Regions from separate parts of the Cricetulus griseus genome. Here all the other regions are linked to region 3. The links are chromatin contacts, called in public Hi-C maps. All regions are on one chromosome and are shown on one strand. Each heading gives the region's core, a stretch centred on a gene start, on an enhancer-like site or on the middle of the called end of the contact. The rest is flanking DNA. Distances are from core to core; before and after follow the strand shown. Region 1 overlaps Tcf4 (transcription factor 4). Region 2 has its middle 140 kb from the start of Tcf4. Region 3 holds the start of Tcf4 (transcription factor 4).

Region 1 (4,319 bases), core at 468-2,967, 170 kb before region 3:
GTAGAGTCTCCATTGCAACTGAGTCACATGTGAGTATAAACCCAAGGATGCACATTTTCCTGTGTTTAGATTTTAATAGAATTGCATTACAAGAGGTGTCCTTGAATCCAGTTGGTGATGTTCAGAGGGTTGCTCTAAAAAATTGGTTATACCAAATGACAAGGGGCTAGTGGGGTAAGCCAGTGCCCAGGCCCTCTCTCCAGCCAAGACTGAAGGACACTTCTCTTAAGACTAGTGCTTTGAGGTACATTGTACTTTAAAGACAGCAGTAAGCTCTTCTCCTATCCCAAAGGGGAAATTCAAAGCTTCTATTTTGAGGAGCCAAACCAACATCCTGTTAAAGTTTACAACCCTCAGATTTTCATTCCCCACTCAACACGAATGCTGAAAGGAAGGATAGTCATTTACTCTTTGGGTTCAATGTCAATATTATCAGACTAAGCCTCCTTGACAGCACACACAGAATGTGTCTTTCAGATATTTTATCTCTGGTGTAAAGTATGCCCTATGTCTATGTCACTAAATTAACACATCCAATGGAGGGTTATTTTCAAAGGGAGTAAATTCTAAGTCTTAAGCTCCCAGCCCACCCCTGTATTAGCTTCTCTCTTGATTTTCATAAAACTTCAACTTAGGAAAACTACACTTCTTTCATAGTGTTCAGTGCAAAGAATAAAATCCATGCCCATATCAGCCTCAACTCCAGGAAAATGAGACACCATCACACAGACTGCCATTCCTGAGACATGGTAAGGAGAAACTCTGCTGTATGTGACTGTAAGGGTGAGGTTACCTGTGCCCACTGTACACGTGGTCACACAGAGGTCCTTACCCACCTGTGTCATATAAGCTACCCTACCCTCTAACTGCTTTTTGTAACTATGACTATCAGGAAAGGTGTGACCTTTATCAGCAAGATCAAAAGACATGTGTCCCCCCTTAATCTCTTACACACAAGCAATCTTCAAATATACCTTGACGTATTTGATTTGGATATGACGTTCATTGTCTAATCACTTCATGGGCTGGCAGACAGACAGGTAGGCAGGTAGAAAAATTTAAAAAAAAAAAAAGTACTTTGACCTTGTAGGAATATGAAAACCTAATGTCCTAAATATGGTACCTTCCAAATATTGAATTATAAAATATGGGTATAAGATAAAATGCTTGGTTTTTTTTGTTACTTTTTTTTTCTGAAGGATATTACCACCTGACATTATTTTCAGAAATCATCTCTAGCACACATAACTACCAGCATTTGTCTTGTTACATATACACAAGCCGGGACCACTCCTTTTATTGGAATAATGAAAATAGGAAGGACAAACACAAGAACAGGAGGGTGAGAAAGAAATCCGGTGTGGAAAAGAAAGACAGAAAGAATAGAAAAGAAAGAGCAATGAACCAGGAAGGGAGGGGAGGACACCAGAGACAGGAGGAGGAAAATACGAATCCACGCAGCCCCGAGTCCCCCGAGTCCCCAAAGTACTCTTGGCTCCATAGACCCAGCATTCTTTACTATCATATCGGATACAGGCTGCCTAATCTTAATTTTGCTTGTTAAAAAATATTTATCCAGATACAAAAATAAACCCACTGCAAATTACAAGTTGTCAGGGTTAAAAATCTCCTCCTGTTTGTGTGGGGGAGGATGAGAGGACGGCACAGACATGAATCATTCTCCAGCAATTTGAGTGTTTCCATGACATCAATGGGCACCCGTCCAGGACTCTGTCGAAGTCTGCGAGGTACCAAAGAGGCAGCGCAGCCAGCGGGAGGCTCGGAGGTGGACTCATTTTTTTTTCCCAAGGATTATGCTCCTTGTGAAGGTTTCATCTGTACCATCCACTCTCCCCATCAAATAGATCACCGTAGAGATCATGAGCGAACACATTTCATTCTGATACTGTGAGCCTTTAACTTTATTGCAGCTTTTTGTTCCCAAATTCAACTATAAATCTGCCCTCAGAGTCCAAAACCCTGGTTGGGAGCAAAGTAATCAGGGATTGTGGACAAAGCCCCAGGACATCTCAAACATCAGGTTTTCTTAGTTCTATCATTTTTCAAATGATAAAAAGCAGCCATTTTTAAAATGGCACTTCAGTTTCCAGGAAAAAAAATGTATTTGTGTAAGTTGTCCATTAAAAATTATTAAGTGTGGTCTGTTTAAAATTCCCTGGAGTGTTTGCTTCACGATAACGAAACTTTGAACTTCACAGATAAGATGTCTGAGTAGGACCCTTAAGTAACTATATATGCTCAGGGACACAAAGGCCCCTAAATATCTGTGTTTCCTCTATGTCAGGCATGGGTTTTGTCACTGATATCAACTGGCTGGCACACAGAGCCTAGTTCCTCCTCTGCCCATTATTTACCTCCCTCCCTTTCTCAGCCCTGCAACCACAACGGGCACTTTGAAGGAGCTTAAGATTCCAATTCTCAATATTTAAAAGAGATAGTGGTGATGAGCACATCCTGCAAGCTCACTGCAGAGTTTTCGAGACAAACCTCCAGTACTAGAATGCGACAGCCGCTGCGGATATTTTTTGGCACAAAGACAATGGTGGCAGTGCCAAGCCCCATGGCTAAAACTACTCAAAAGAGGCATAAGGGTAGCATTAATCGCTCAGGTCTTTTACTGCATGGAGTACTGTTGTCCATATTTTAAAATCTAAAAGTACCCGTTAGTAACATTTGTTGTGTGCCCATAAATTGGGGGAGAGGGAGGGCTTGTGAAATATATATGAGGAACAAATCTTGTCAGGCATTTGACTCATTTATAAACCTAAAAGGAACAAATGTTAAATTTTGCTGCTGGTAACCATTTCCGTGCAGGAAACGAATGGTCTGACCTTATGAAGGGGGTTCAGATGGCTGAATGCAAACCACTGAGAGGATTCTCTGTGCTAAGTCCACATGCTAAACAACTTCTCTTCTCCAGCAAAGCTATATGTATACAAGGAACATGTAATGCTGTGTCACAATGCTCCCTCCCCAATTAAATACGAAGAATGCTATAAATGAGCAGACACAGCACCCGTCAATCAATCCTGGAGACAAAGGAGATCTACATGCAGCCATGTAGGACAGGTCAGTATCTACCGTGAGCAAGTGATCCAGGAAGTCAACATGGGCTTTATTCAAATAAAGCCCATCCTATGGCTGAAACCTATATTTAAATGTGACTGCTAAAAATGGCACCACATGGCAGTCAATAAAGGATTCGCTTCCTTCTTCTGTTGTTCCTGCAAACCTAATCTCAGCAGAAAATATCAGCCATTTGCAATTTTTAAGGCCAATATTTTTGCTGACCCTGACAATAATCTTTTATCATGCTACCCAAAAAAGAAGGAGGAAGATTTGCGGTTATTATTGTTGTTGTCCTTGCAATTTGGGGGCAGCACAGTTAGCAAATATCTAAAGAACCCAATCTTTAGATAATCTATTATTTGTCTTTAGACATCTGACTTTCCTTCCAACATACCATAGTATCCCATTGCAACGGAATTAAGTGGCAAAGAAAATGTTAGCCGAAGGGAAAATGGGCTCAGAACCCCATTCCACTTACAAAGATAGTGGCATCACTTTTAGTGGATTAGTGCACCTGGGCTCACACAATAGTTTAAAGCCACATGGAAAGAGACATACAAGAGCAACTTCTCTGTTGGATGATTTCTAGGGGTAAGTTGAGACATAGAACATCTCCTTGTGGTTGATCAGCAAGAGAGCTGGGTCATATTGGGGTATGTGGCCCCTTATTTGGAAAGGGCCCCTCTAACATTTATATCCAGGTGGAAGATGTTTTTTACCCACCACTGAAACCCGAGCATCTGTACGGTGGAACTCCGCCTCCTGTTCAAAGCCTTGATGAAAAATTATCTGGTCCCACAGGACAATACCAGCCAGGCTATTTCCCTGCTAATCCTCGTTCTGGGAACTGAAGAATGAGTCTTTTGTTCCTCAGTATCCAACTAGGGAACTCATCGTAAACATGCTTGACTTAGAGTAAACTTCTGTCCTAGCTGAACCTATCCTATTAATTTGTGCTTCTTCCTTTTTAATGCAGTGAAGGGGCTACACCTTTAAGCAATAACTGGGATTTTCAGGGGAAATGAAAATACACACCGGTGACAGAATCTTCTCATCTATATGGCTGTCTCTTCATGTCCTATCCAAGCCAGAAGAGCCGAGAGCTCATTTCACACACGCCACTACCCAGAGGGCTCTATGTCCCATATCTGACTACACTGCACAACAGCTGGTGAGGAGGGCAGCATGAACACCATTTAACAGATGAAGAAACTGAGGCACAGAAAATT
Region 2 (4,659 bases), core at 1,575-4,074, 140 kb after region 3:
GTTCTTTAGAAGAAAGAGTGTAATGAATGGCGTTTGGAGTTGAAGAAAGAATTTGAGATGTTTTAAGATTTAAACAGCAACTGTGAAATGATTTTCCCCCCCAAGTATGTCCCAGGGATTGTAATATAAAACACCAAAAAGCATGATAAAGTACATTTTCATGAGTTTTAATGAATTTTTAATACTGATGAAATGTAAATTTTCCCTTCCCGACCCTTATCTGTATTTGACAGAGGCCTACAGAAAATTTTAAATACCTATTTAAAGCAATTTACAAGATACTGTAGAGATTGCCAGCAATAAAGCATGATAAGGGATTTTCTTAAAATAATTTTTTTTATATTGACATCATTTAAACTGATTGCCTTATCCTGCTTCTACTTGTTCTGACCAGTGACCATATTGCTAGACTTAGCAAGAGTGCACATTATATTAGAAACAAATTCTACTTGAATGAGATTCTAAAATGACCACTACCTACCTGACTGATAGCAGTAATTGCTCTTTGTTTTTTGATGTTTATTTTGTACCAGACAATAGATGAGGGATGCTCCATGCATTATGACATTGGACTTGTATGACCACTGTGTGGAAGACGTTCCATGATTATCTTTCACCATGTTAAGGATGAGACTTTGAAGCTTTTATCAGGGTCTAGATTACAACAGTTCTGGCTCCTGAGAAGAAAGGATGTAATGATGGCATTCTGAGTTAGGAGACATAGGAGAATCAGGGAACTCTGTTTAGTAAATAATACAGGTAGGAAGTACAGTCGTCTTGCACTACACACTGCTCTGGGAGTTAGCAAACACTCTCTGTGTGGGTAGTAAATGCTTTAGATGTGGCATGCCACACAACCCCTGTCCATGTTCAACTGTGTAGCCCTGGTACAAAACCAGATCTAGATAAAATGCAAACTAATTGCATCTGTTCCAGTAAAGCTTTAATGAATAAATGCAGATGGTGGGCCAGATTTGTAGTATCCTGTCCTGACAATGTCTGTAGGCAGAGGAAAGGAATAAATGGACTGCACTGTGGAACAGATCTCTGGACTGGATCTGTCCTTTGAGCAAGTAGAATGTGTAAGAACTGGAGTCTTCAAAATCTGCTTCCCTCTGACACCTAACTTTAAACATTGTTGGAGAGTTGGAAGGGTTTGCTTCAAATGCAGGTATAAGTATGGCATTTTGAATGAACTATTAGAGATGGGCTCTCATATATTCCACCCATCTTGAACGTGCTGTGTAGCTGAAGATGACCTTAAACTTTTGTTCCTCTTGCCTTTACCACCAAGAAGCTGTGTTTACATGCAGTGTTGGGGTTCAAACCCAGAGCTTCAAGAACACTGATCAAGTACTTTAGATTGACAAAGCCTTTACTTCACTTTAGAGTCCTTGTTATTACAGGGCTGTTTCTTACAGGTGTTCTCATGAACCTGGAGTCCAAGGCTGCCAGACAACACTTAGCTTCACTCACACAATGATCTTGTTACATTCTCTAGTCATGATTGGAACTCCATGTTACTCTTACTGTAGACCCTGGCTTGCTTCAGTGGGATTCTAGTATTTTCTTGGTTCTGTGTGACTCTGCTGGTTTTCTAGTCAAGGCCAGAGGGTATGTCTCATCCTTTCAAGTCTCTCTACCAGAAAGTCCCAGAAGCACGTCATGGCCAGCTTTGCTTGTGCTAGAATTCTCCTCTATTTTCACCTGCTCTTGGGTCCTCCATTATGAGAGCAGTTATTACAACACAGAAACAAAATCCACATGCTGCCTTCTTCAAGATGAGTGGAGCATTCCAGTTCTATTTGAATACAGTTTCACTGTGTAGCCTGTAGAACTGGCCTTGAATTCTACCTGATCATTCTGCCTCAGTTTCCCAAGTTCTTGCTTTATAGGTATGCACTACCATGCGCAGCTAGGTTGAGCTCATTTGATAATGAAACCTACTGAGCTCATTTGATAATGAAACCTATAGGTGACTACCAGTCAGTCCTCTTGACTAGCTTTACCCAAAAGCAGTATGTGGGGGAGCAGCTTCACCAGAAGGAAGAGATTTTCTTCCTTTCATATTAAATGACTAAATAAGATCATACAAGTTATCATTAGTGCAATACACTGTAGAATGATTTGTTCTAATACTTCCCTAAAAAAGCAAAGTAATGGGAGTAGAGTTTGAGGCTAATTGGAAAAATTACAAGCACAATTAATTGAAAGAAAAGCAAGCTGATGATATATTTTTTTAAAAAAATTAAACATTAGATGTTATAGAACTAGCAATGTTTTCTCTCTACTTCACATTTAAACACATTTTTAAAATTCAATTTTTATGGTAAGTTGCACTGATGGTTTTATTATTTAAGAACTAAGAAGTTTTCACTAAGAGGAAACTTCTCTGGTGTTGGATTTAATCCTTGAAATCAATCAAATCTTTAACGTCCTTTGATTTATCCTCAGATTAAAAAAAAAACCCGTTGAGTGCAAAACCAAGGAATTAATCCCTGCCTTGTGAGTGACCAAAAAAGAATGACTATAAGCCCAGATCCTTGCACTTCAGTAGATTACAGTGCCATGGAGGAAATAACACTAATGCATAGGAGGCAATTCAAATGACTAAACAGTATGGCAGTTGTAGGGTATGAGTTTAGGGTAGAGAGGATGTTCACACTCCCTGAGGGTGCTTCTCAGAGACCAGTTCTTCTGGCTGTAACAAAATACCAGACAGAAGGAATTTTAGGAAGTGTTTATTTTGCTCATTGATTGAGGGTACAGTCATCATGACGAGGAAGGAAGTGGGTGTGGGTGGCTTGATGATGGGGGAGCTGGTCACACTGCAGAGTTGAAGCAACTGATCACACTGTCTGCAGTGAGGAGGCAGTTGGTCACACTGTCTGCAGTGAGGAGGCGGCAGGTGACACTGCAATGAAGAGGCTGCTGGTCACACTGTCTGCAGTGAGAGAGTAGCTGATCACACTGTCTCCAGTGGGGGTGGGGAGATGAACACTGTCTGCAGTGAGGAAGCAGTTGCTTACACTGTTTGCAGTGAGGAAGCAGCTGGTCACACTGTCTGCAGTGAAGAAGCAGTTGGTCACACTGACTGCAGTGTGTGTGGGGAGGGATGAACGCTGCCATTCAGCTCAGTTTCTCCTTTTCATTCCATTCCAGACCCCAGATCATGGAGTGATACTATCCTTCCTCCCTTAATGAAATCTCAAAAGACTCCCCCTAGACATGGCCAGAGGTGTGTCTTCTAGGTGATTTTAGAGCCTGTCAAGTTGACAATGGTAGCTCTGACAGACAGATTCCTATTAGTTGTCATCACGATGGCATTGCTGGTTTTGTGTGAGAGAATGACCCAAGCATGGTGTTTCTTTGGTTCAGAAGTAGCTTTTTCTTTTTGGTATCTCAGATATAGGGGACAGAGTAGATACTTAAAAAAATTATTTAGTATACATATTGAAGTGTTTGTTGTTGTTGTTTTGGTTTTGTTTTGTCTTTTTGAGACAGCCTTGGCTGTCTTGGAACTCACAATTCACCCTGTAAACCAGGCTGGCCTCAAACTTGCAGAGAATTGCCTGCCTCTGCCTCTTGGGTGTTAGGATTAAAGAACTGTGCCATCACCACCAGGTTTACAAATAGAGTTTTAGGAAGATAAGCGTGTGAGACAGTGTGCTGAAGAGAATGGAACAGAGAAAGAAATATTGCTAGGAATGCATCCTCATTTGTCACCAGAGGAACAAGAAGAAGAGGTTTGTGACACAATTTCTCAGAAGAGTTTCCTCTTGTTCAGTAGCCAACAGGCTGTCTTCTTAGGCAACAGGAGAGGCAACACCTGCCTGAAATGCAAGCAGATGTTATTTCTCCACTGTTGCTACTATGTTGTTGCTGGCCTTTCCCTGTAGTCTCTTTCTTATCCATTGCCCACAATGCAGTCTCTGTATAGATGGAGTTGCTTAGCACCACGCAGGCCCTCAGAATCACCATGCATGGCTTACACTTGGTGAATGTGGTTCTCTTATCCAGAGGGCCCCCAGCATGATGATGGAGAACTGGCCTGAATGCCTGGCATCTATCTGTGATCCCTAAGGTTTGCTGCCATGCTATACACGGTTCACCTTTTTGTTATAGTGAAACCACTGAGTGATTCTCCAAGGTCATAGAGAGCTGAGGATAAAATGTAATTGTCCAGCTTCCAGTTTTTTAAATTTTTAGTTTCTCTGATCATGGATGGATGAGAAAAGCAATTTTGTCACCCATCTGGCCCCACCTGGGCAGGATCTTATAAATTACAAAAGACAGTATAGTTTGAAAACAACAACAAACATGGAGTAAACTTTCTTTTGCTTTCCTAGCCACCTATCAAAGGTTTGCTGTTCAAAGTCAAAGGCAGTAGGAAACAAATGTGTGTGTGGGGTAAATAACCAGGAGATGGACACAGGAAGCAGACTTTCACACAGGAACCAAAGGGAGGTGAGGAATGTCCCACAGACTGTCAGGTAGGAAGTACTTGTTACCTTTAGGAGCCAGGCTGTGTATGGTGGTGAAAAGAGGATTCAGGATGCAGAGATAGAGGGCTGGTGAGATGGCTCAGTGGTAAAGGTGCTTGAAGCCAAATTGGATGACCCAAGTTTGATCCCTGGGATCCACATCATAGCACAGAAC
Region 3 (4,502 bases), core at 973-3,472:
GTAGCTCGAAAGAAATTAAAGACCAGCGGTCTCTGGAGTGCAAACCCGTCCACAGGGGGTGGGGTGGCCTGGGAGGGGGAGCCGAGCAGAGGCTCGGGTCCTCCAATTGTCCCGCACCCCTAATTTGTGAAAGAAAGGGTTGTTAAAAAAAAAAAAATTGAAGTCAGGCCCATTGGCAAAGTGCGCTGTGCCCAGGAGCCCGCCGGGGCCCGGAGGGGGCGGGGGCCGGGGGAGGGGACGCGGTCGCTCCAGAGCTCCCGGACCCCGGCGGGGACTGCAGGGACCACGGGGCCCCGAGCCCGAGCGTGCTCGCCCAGCCCGGCCCGGCCCGGCCCGGTAGCGCATCCGCCCAGCCGGCCCTGCCGCGCCGCTACCTACCGCCCGCGCGCGACGAGGGGCTCCCGGTGCAGCAGAGCCGGAGCCCAGGCGGCGGTCATGTCTATCCCCCTGCCTCCGCCACCACCACCTCTTCCAACGGCCGGCGCCCGCGCCCGCTCCGGTTTCCCCGCCGCCGTCGCCGCCGCCGATCCTCAGACACACAGCCAAGATCCCTGACTCTTAACACCAACTCTCTTCTCCCGGGAGGGGAGGGGACGAGGGAAGGGGGGAGGGGGAACACGGCGAGGCGCACGGAATTGCAAGTTCAGCAAAGAAATGGGTGGGGGGGCTCCGGCGGGGAGACTCGGCGCTCCGGGCCGGGCTGCCTGGGAAACACCCCCCACCCCAGGAAAAAAAAAAATCCCCACACCTCCCTCGTCGCAGCAAAATTAATTAATTAATTAATTAAACCCACCAAGGAAAATTCATCCAGCACCTCATTTTTCCCCTCAGATGGCCAGTTACAATCTGAACAGTTCAGGGTTTGCCGGGTTCATCCATCGGAGGCACTTTGAAATTGATTCGAGTTTACATCCCCTCTCACTTCTCTGTGTGTCTCTCTGTCTCTGTGTGTCTCTATCTCTCTGTCTCTCTCTTACACACAAACATACTCACACACACACAAACACACACACACACACACACACTGCAAGTTTTGCTTTGCTGCAAATACACGTGATGCATAAAGACTTTGCCAAGACGAACAACATTTTTCTTTTCCATACAGAAACCCATCCACATTTTGCTAGGGAAATATTTTGTTTGGGTAGTTTTGCGTTGGGGGTGAAACCTGAATAGCTGACTTTCTTCCTTTCCACCCTTTTAACTCACTGAATCGTATAGCTGCAAACTTTGTTTTAGAAAGGAAAAAAACAAGGTAAATTTAGGGAATAAATATGGTTTTGTTTTTACACTTGAGTTCCTAGGTACTCAAAGTCCGCGCTCGGCAGCACTTCAAGTTTTCAACTCAACATTACCACTAAAGGCCCTACATGCTCTTAAAAGATACTTTTCCACATCACTTTTTAGGATAAAAATTAAGATTCAAAATTATCTTTTTGTAATACCATGCGTGCTTTACCCAGTATATGCAACATTCACTATTTTAATGTTAAAAAACACATTTGCCCAACCCTGGTATTGCTAGATGTGCGAGTACGTACCGAAATGCATGCACACACGTTTTCCCATTGGCAATTATTTAATAGGTTGTTCCTTTTGTTTGAATAAAACATTGGGATCAACATTCTAAAAATTCAGTTCAATTACAAACAGTTTACTCTGACAGCAAATTGTAACGTTACCTTCAATGGCCACAAATATGCTCACAATATTCCAAGGAAAGAGACTTTAAAAAAAAAAAAAGAAAAAGAGAGAGACAAAAATCTTCTGCAAGTACTTAGTATCTCACATGTGTATCCCCTAAAACAGTATTTTAAGTAGTAGTCAGTCCTGTTCCAGGGTTAGCCACAGTTTACAAGATTATGCACCTGGCTCTGGTTTTTGCATTTTCCATCACAAAACTGTAACAAAATTCCCTTCCCCCCAAAAAGTAACCATTTAAAAAAAAATCCAACAACTTTTTCTTAGCGTTTATAAAAAAATAATCAACACAGGATAGTTATGATTGTTCTTCAGTCTTGTTGGTTGTATTGTTTTTCTTCTCTTTCAAAGTCCTAAACTTGTCCCAAGTTTAGAGGCGTCTCATCATCATCATCCTCCTCAACACCATCATTGACTCCCCCGAGGAGTCACATTGATAATAATAGGTTTCCCTGAAAGATACATTGTAATCCATTCACATCCGGGCACTGCGGCTTATAACGAGAAGGCGCTGCGGCCGCGGCTGCTCCACCAGACAATGACTGGGGAGGGGCGGGGCGGGAGCGCGCGACCATAGAGTGGTAAACACAGTGCCTAGAGAGGCCACCAAGATGGCGGCACGCTGAGCCACGCCTCCTCCGAGAACAGGGGCGGTCCGGCCGGCGGGTGGCTTTCGGGTCGTCTCTCCCAGAGCGCGCCTTGCGCCCTGTTCCGTGTCCGGCCTTGGTCTCTGACTCAAAGTGTTGTTCCCTCAGCTTGAAGGAACTCTCCGGGAGGCCCGGAAGATGCCGGGCGGGCCACAGGCTGCCGAGTCCCCGGGCCGTGTGGATTAGAGCCAGGCTTGGGCTGTATGGGGAAAGGCCACCAAGCCAAGTGTGATCCAGGCCTGGAAGAGTGGCAGGGTAGGGTACTCTCCGCTTCCTCCTTGGTGCCCACCCCTATTTCTATAAGCTCCAAGGGTGAGAGAACTTAGTGCAGAAGTCTCCTTTTATTGATGCAAGACTCAATACTATAAATATGAAGGACTCAACTTCCAGTTGTAGCCAATTACCTTCTCAAACCTGTTTTCTTGTTAGCAGACAAAAATGAGACTTTGAGGTAACACTATGATACCGATAAAGGTGATACTACCACTTAAGAAATATCCTGTTTCCATCCCTAATTTCTTAAGGACTCACTGATACTCCTAGCCATTTGAGATTGTGGGTTCCCTGGGCCCCAAAGAATAGTGTCCAGTTTTCCCATCAGAAAGCTTATTCGTTTCTAGACATTGTTCTGAGAATTTCACAAAAATAGACTACATTGATGCTCAGAATGAAGTTTGAGTATTGGTCACCTCCTTACCTTACCTACACACAGCAACGGAAGCAAGTGCAATGGCAGAGCCTGACCCAAAGCAGAAGTTTATTAAATGGCATAAATTTGCCTAAGTAAAACTACTATCTACATTAAGGTGTAGAGCCCACCTAGTCTGTGACCAGAACCCACCTTCACCCATGCTCCCAAGCCATCTGGCATCCTCATCTCTATTTTCTGAATATAATTTGTTGCAGTGATAGAATTGAGATCTTTTGCTTTTATGTGAGTTTTTACAGGACAAGATTTGGGACATTTATGGGTTATTTCACACATCATGAAGTCTCCAGTCTTTTATCCCCATTCCACATTCTCATCTTAAAATAATATTTTACATTTAGCCACCACTTTATGTTGCATTATCACAGGCATTATCTCTGGTTCTCAGAGTAAGCCTCGGCAGGCCCCGGAAAAAATGATGTAATGAAAAGATCACAAACATTGGCTTGGGAAAAATATTCCATTGGCTCTACCTCTAATCAGCTCTGTGACCTAAGACTCCATGCCAATGACTTTTGCTGTAAAACGCAGAGACTAGATTAGATAATCCCGTAAAATCCCTTTTAGCTTTTAGGTTTGTAAGATTCACCCTCCTGAATTTCAAGGGCAGCAAATGATCTGTCCAGAAATCACTGATAAGATCAAGTTTGGGATCTAAATGCACCCTGCTAGCCTAGTATTTTTTTTTTCCCTCCTGACCCCTTTTGATCAAAAAGAAAAAGAAACATGCAACTCCCCTTCCTGTTTTAAATTAAGGGACAAATGTGGGTGTGTTAGTCTTTGTTTTTTCCTGAGCTGTCAGATGATAAGTACTTTCTAATTATACTTATGGAAATTGGAGGCACCTTAGAAAGGGGTATTTGAGAGGACACTGTAAAGCTTAGAAAAAAGAGTTGGTATACTGGGTAAATTTTTGGTCCTTCCTTGTTCTACAGACTCCCTTAGAAACCTGTCTGTATATCCTGATATGGATGTGGGTCTTAGTCAACTCCGGCTGCTGTAACAAAGTGAGATAGACTAGGCGCTTTGGACAACAAACATTCACTTTTCACAGTTCCAGAGTTCAGTGTCTGAGATTTGTGTGAAAGCATGGTCAGGCTCAGTTAGGATTCTTCCTTTTCCTCTTCCTGGCTTGCAGATGGCTGCTTTCTAGCTATATTCTCGTGTGACTGTCAGAAAGAGAGCTCTGGTTTCTTTCTCTCATAAAATTACTCATCCAATCATAGAGACTATCTATGACCTTATCTAAGCTGAATCTCTTCCCAAAGAAATATCTTCCACTTCCCAGCACATTGGGGCTTCGGTACAAGAGTGGGAGGTGGGAGTACAAACACACAAGTATTTAGTCTGTAAAAGAGTAGAAATGTATGTGGATGCCACATGATTAGGTCCAACCCTAGCCCAGCAGTCCCCAAACACTGGAGCACCGGAATAAAGAGCAACAA

Evidence for each region. A called contact is a pair of places that touch in the nucleus more often than the background predicts.
Region 1: a Hi-C map of the CHO-K1 cell line shows a contact between it and region 3, with 5 times the contacts expected there. The contact joins the enhancer-like site here to the promoter of Tcf4 in region 3. A contact is called at or near these places in 3 of 8 Hi-C or Micro-C datasets (the CHO-K1 cell line, fibroblasts and liver).
Region 2: a Hi-C map of fibroblasts shows a contact between it and region 3, with 4 times the contacts expected there. The contact joins the enhancer-like site here to the promoter of Tcf4 in region 3. A contact is called at or near these places in 3 of 8 Hi-C or Micro-C datasets (the CHO-K1 cell line, fibroblasts and liver).

What each region holds. Positions count from the first base shown.
Region 1 is chr2:169,961,119-169,965,437 of CriGri-PICRH-1.0, forward strand. The region is part of intron 2 of Tcf4 (transcription factor 4); the gene reads right to left. Among named protein-coding and RNA genes, the nearest start is that of Tcf4, 170 kb to the right of the region's middle. Within about 2 kb of position 1,718, at least 2 of the 6 cell types and tissues checked have open chromatin away from gene starts, as enhancers often do. A contact at or near this core is called in the CHO-K1 cell line and fibroblasts, where this site is marked.
Region 2 is chr2:170,275,632-170,280,290 of CriGri-PICRH-1.0, forward strand. No RefSeq gene overlaps it. Among named protein-coding and RNA genes, the nearest start is that of Tcf4, 140 kb to the left of the region's middle. Within about 2 kb of position 2,825, at least 1 of the 6 cell types and tissues checked has open chromatin away from gene starts, as enhancers often do. A contact at or near this core is called in fibroblasts, where this site is marked.
Region 3 is chr2:170,133,507-170,138,008 of CriGri-PICRH-1.0, forward strand. Tcf4 (transcription factor 4) reads right to left here and starts at 2,223. Exons shown (of 18, transcript XM_035440081.1): 1 at 1,683-2,223.